2 separate regions of the Acanthopagrus latus genome follow, and region 1 is linked to region 2. A link is a contact called in public Hi-C data. All regions are on one chromosome and are shown on one strand. The core of a region is the stretch at or near the end of the contact, and the rest is flanking DNA. Distances in the headings are between cores, read along the strand shown. Region 1 holds the start of pus7l (pseudouridylate synthase 7 homolog-like protein). Region 2 holds the start of pphln1 (periphilin-1).

Evidence for each region. A called contact is a pair of places that touch in the nucleus more often than the background predicts.
Region 1: a contact with region 2 is called in a Hi-C map of liver, with 5 times the contacts expected there. The contact joins the promoter of pus7l here to the promoter of pphln1 in region 2. A contact is called at or near these places in 3 of 4 Hi-C or Micro-C datasets (liver and muscle).

Annotation. Positions count from the first base shown.
Region 1 is chr14:10,867,393-10,870,092 of fAcaLat1.1, reverse strand. It overlaps pus7l (pseudouridylate synthase 7 homolog-like protein), which reads right to left and starts at 1,314. Exons shown (of 10, transcript XM_037122117.1): 1 at 1,206-1,314.
Region 2 is chr14:10,739,446-10,742,145 of fAcaLat1.1, reverse strand. pphln1 (periphilin-1) reads right to left here and starts at 1,370. Exons shown (of 10, transcript XM_037121331.1): 1 at 1,294-1,370; 2 at 621-683; 3 at 143-207. The coding sequence starts at 621. zcrb1 (zinc finger CCHC-type and RNA-binding motif-containing protein 1) reads left to right here and starts at 1,613. Exons shown (of 7, transcript XM_037121332.1): 1 at 1,613-1,754; 2 at 1,878-1,906; 3 at 2,107-2,218; 4 at 2,347-2,454; 5 at 2,551-2,660. The coding sequence starts at 1,671.

The sequences.
Region 1 (2,700 bases), core at 65-2,564, 130 kb before region 2:
AGAATACAGAAATCAATGCTGGGAAACAGTACACACACACACACACACACACACACACACACACACACACACACACACTCCCTGCACTCTTGTGTGTTGCCCAAAAACTCTTCTTCCTTTCCGCCTGAAGAGTACTATTAAAAGGGAGTTAAAGGAGCATTTCTCGCTCTTCACAACAGGCACATTTTGACATCTTTTACCTTATCTTATGACATAAATCATGTGAAGGGCACAAACATGTACACTTTTGCTGGTGGTAACAGATACAGACTGACAGATTGACAGACTGACTACTTGTCTGAGGAATTTGGAGCAACATATGTAAACACATGCACTATTTCTCAGCTCTTATCATAGACACAGATGAGTTACAACTTCCTTAGAGGGAGAAAACTGCAAGATGATCCTCCAAGTGGTATGTTTTTAATACTGATGCTGCTGCGTCTCAGCTGCTCTGGACAAGGGCCCTGAAATTGTCCCCGCCTGGGACTGGGGTAGGACTTACATCTGCTTTAAATTTTAAGGAAGGGAAAATACCTTCTTTACCACGTTGCAGTGCTTTTATTGCTATTTTACAAATGAGGTTCTTAAATACCATGCTTTAGTGATGATGTCAGTGTATTTCTGTAAAAAGATTTGTTTTCCCCCACAGCAGTTAACACACAGCTGGAGTGTCAGCGGAGCCAAAGTATTCCAAAACAATGGGAGTAAGTGATGGAACAGAGTGCTCGTTCCCGTTTTCTATCCACAAGTACTTGAATTACAAAATGTACAGTATAATACTTCACACAGACACACAGCTCCCATAAACATCAAAATGTGAGGGGTTGAGTTTGATGCTGATTGACTGTCTTGCCATGAGCAGCCAGTAAGTTTAGCTTAGCATAAAGACTGGAACCATACACATACAATCAGCAAACATCAATATATTCTTAGGAGCTGGATAACTCATTTCTTAAGACAGCTCAAGAGACTGGGATGTATTATGCTGAATCATTTATTTATGCTAGATGGAGGAGGCATAAGCGACACAAATGAGAAGAGTGGGTAGTGCCAGACCCATTCTGAAGGTCACTTCCTAAACAGGGAGTATTTCACCCCCGACAGACCCCATAGACTTGCTTGGTGTCCAAATAAGGTTACTCTTTACTGATCTACACAGATGAAAGGATTCTACAAGAATCTAAACAAGAAACTATTTTTACCTCCGTTGTCCTACGTCACGTTGTGTGATCCTGCCGTCACATGGATACACAATCTAGAGACTGGCTGTCTGAAAGTGTCCAAGGCATCAGATCAATTGGCCTTGGTTGCCTAGGAGACAGAGTCAGCATTATCAGGACAGCTGCCTTAACCAGTCATCCGTAGAAAAAACAGGGATCAACCAGCGTCCAAGAGATTATGACTTCTTACCTTAAAGGTAGGAAAGGCGACTCTGGGGAAAGATAGTTGATTTGCTGTCCCAGGTTGTCAAATACAGATATTATGGGTTAAAATCTGGGCCTTATACTGGCCCAAAACATCAGTATTCATTGACCTGGGAATGAGATTCAACAATTGACTATCCCTCTCCAGAATCGCCTTCCCCAACTTTGAGCCTAAAGACGGATATAGTCCTTCAAAGTGGGTTTGGACACAGGGATGTTTGAGGTAAAGTGCTAGGTGGTTCACCATAGCACTCAGAGAAACAGAGACAATGTAGTGATGCTCACCTCTCTTCGTTTGGGCATCTGAGGGCTCGAGCCTATGGATGAGCATACAGGAAGTATGGTGCCAGTGTTGGACCTATGTCTTTTTTCTCCATCTCCTTCCAGTCTGGTCAGGCAAGAGAGAGTGCAGGGCTTTGCTTTGAGAACAAAGTGAAGCCACTCACATACAGAGCTGGTGGTACAGACCACCATATTAGGTCCCTCCATTGCAGAGGCAGGTGTGACAGGAAGTCAGTTCAAGCACTTGGTTGTAAAGCAGAAAGGGGGTGTCACTTCATTAAAACTGTGGTTGGTGTCCCCAGTCCGCTCAAAGGAAGGGTCTGTTGCACTGTGCGCCGTTTTCTGCTGGGCGTAAGATAGGGCCCATTGTTTGCCCACTGTTTCAAACGGGTGAATATGAAGCGCCGCCCAGCTTGGAGCACGTCACCCATCAGTGTGTCTTTATTGGTCAGGAGCAGCATAGTCCGTTCTGGTAGTCGTAAGTTTTCCGAACGGCAAACAGGAATACCACAGCCCTCTCTCTCTTTTTTCACCAGTCATGTAGCACAAACTAAAAAAAAATGTTTATATCTTTCTAGTGCATCGACAGACCTGTTTTGTGCAAGGGCCATTGTCCCAGCACTGAAAGGACATCTTTAAGGGTCAACTGCAGTGGGGGTCATTTCTCAAATCAACGTCAACAACATTTTCTCATAACACCCTACATTTCACATCTGTATCATTTAAGTCTTAGAGCGTTCCCACATTTTCCCAAGAGGTTGCTCAATGTTGATATAGTTGCGCAACATTAATCTCCAGACAGCAGAACTGGTCCGAGCACCTCCAGTAAAGGGCTTTTTGCTGCACTCTGTGTCCTCCCTGCCCACCAGCATCCTTTACATCACAGAGTGTCTTTGTGTTTTCATGTCCTGCAGATGTGCGAACGCGGGCCAATGAACACACGCGTCTGCCAAAGACTTTGTGGATGTACACTGGTGAACACTGAACCTTT
Region 2 (2,700 bases), core at 121-2,620:
ACATTGTTCAGATACAGAAGGCTAGTTTAGACTAGACAGTTTTCCTCCTTATGTTTACATGTGCATACCTTTGATTGTGATAAAACAAGGTCTAAAATGACGAGAGGAAAATAAACAGTGAAATCACTTCATATACACTTACCGGTCTCTCTGTTATAAAGCGTTCATCATACATCTCTCGTATACTCCTGTCTCTCCTGTATGTCACTGTGAAAGGCAAAAAGTGAAAGATACAAGTAACTGCGTAAGGGTGGTTCCACAAAATAAATACTGAAAACTAGTCTGTACTTATTAGAAGTGTCAACTGTAGTTTATATCTATTTTGATGACAACTGTGGGAACTGGAAAAGTTTATGTTTGTCTATTTATGGGAAAGCATTTTAGGTTCTCTTCCTTAGTCTGGAAAAGCTGCAACACTGAGACTGCTCTTACAAATATACTGTTTACAATATACAAAATGCTCTGAATATCGTCCAAATTTTGTATATGCGACTTGAGAAATGTTGCAATCCACATCTTTAATTTCAGATCAATTTAAACAGTAGGAGCAGTTCTCTTGTTTGGTGTCAAACAACGTGATGACGAATGAATGTAATCCATAACAAAAGGCACTAACTTACTGTTGGACACAGGAACTTCTGTGAATCAGGGTGATATTGTGAAAACAAGATCTTCAACACTATCTGTAAAAAGATTTCAGTAACACAGACAGAGTTCAGACACTTAGATTTTATATCAAGCAACTGTTTTGGTCTTTCATAATCAAGCTCATGAAAGACAACAGGTAAGACCTATGTTTTGTGAGTTATAATGAAAACTAAAACCTCTGTTTTGCCACAAATACAACACAGTGTGAAATAAGGTAAGAGAGAGAGCACTCTGTGATGTAATCAAACAACATGAGCCGGCTGATGTTTCTCTGCAGAACAGACTGGCCCATTTGACCAACGACCCCAAATTCAACATAGCACCAGCTTGACAGCACCCACCCAATAACCACCTACCCGGTACGTTACAAAAACCCAATTAATATTTTCTCTGACTGTTAATTTACCTACTACTGCAGGTCCAAGTAGAAAGGACAGCTAGCGTTGCTAATTAGCTAGCCTCCATATATGCTGCAAACACCCGCACGTTTTATTTCATCTGAGGGCCAGTTAACTCAACAATACTTACACACAAAAATGGTGTATGAATATTTACGGCGGAATATGCCATCGTATACATGAATGTGTGCAAAACAGCCCACAGAATCGGCAATTTATTCCACACAAGTTAGCAAAGCAGGCTTACCTTCTCCTATCGTTTAGTTAGCCTAGCCTTTCCGTTAGCTACATGTACAAAGGCTGTATTATTGGATGAGGAGTGTGTCACGTCATCAAGCTGCGACGCACGGCAATGGCGTTTGTTGCTGTTTGCTAGCTGCTTGCGAACACACACATTTCTGCAGTTTTAGACACATTTAGTTATTACTCAAACGCTGTAGGCTGTGTTGGTAAGTCATTTGGTGCTTTAAGTAACGTTAAAGTCTACAAAGTTACCGATACATAAACTACTAAGCCGAGTGGACTAACAGAGCTAGCAAAGCAGCTAGCTATGCATTAGACATATCTTATGCTCATATGGCTGTCTTAGTTTTGGGTTTATAGTTTTTGTCGGATGCGTTCAGTATGAGCGGAGGTTTGGCGCCAAGCAAAAGCACCGTTTATGTGTCCAACCTGCCATTCTCTCTTACCAACAATGACCTACACAAGGTAAGTGAGCCCTTTATAATTATTTATGCTAGTGTTTGTCAGTGTCATGGGAGAATGGTTTCACTATTGTCTCTAAATGTACGCAACTTCCTTAATGAAACTAAACTCTTTCCCCAATTTCAGCTATTCACAAAATATGGAAAAGTTGTAAAGTAAGTAAGGTTCTGTCATCATTTTTAAAATATATTTTATACAGCAATGTGTAAACCAAACAAACTAACCACATAAGGAACACATAACTCTCAACAACCAGTGAAAGGCTCTGTAGTAACATAGTAGTTTTTTTTGTGTGTGTTTTTTTTTTAACATAGGTTTTAAATATGTAATAATTATAACAACTGTCTCATTCCAGGGTTACAATCGTGAAAGATAAAGACACTCGCCAGAGTAAAGGAGTGGCGTTTGTTCTCTTCCTCGACAGAGAATCGGCTCATAACTGTGTCAGGGCCGTGAACAACAAGCAGGTGCGTCTGCGTCACATTCAGATCACTTGTCTTCCCATAAGCTGCAGGCTGCTTGTCATTGCCATTTCTCATAATGGATGTTCACTTGCCATACTTGTGTGTTTCTTGTGATTGTGTTTGTATCCCAGTTGTTCGGCAGGACACTGAAGGCGAGCATTGCTGTCGACAACGGGCGAGCGACTGAGTTCATAAGGAGACGGGATTATGTAGACAAAACTAAATGTTACGAATGTGGGGTCAGTGCATATTCATCATTTTTGTTTGTCGTGTGATTTTGTTACATTTTATTTTAAATTGCCTGCATAATCTTTCTTTTTTTTTTCACATCTCAGGACACAGGTCATCTGAGCTACGCATGCCCCAAAAACATGCTGGGTGAGAGGGAACCTCCGAAGAAGAAGGAAAAGAAAAAAAAGAAAAAGGCTCAACAACCTGAGCATGTGTAAGTATAAAGTACTTACACATGTTGATGTTGTGAGACA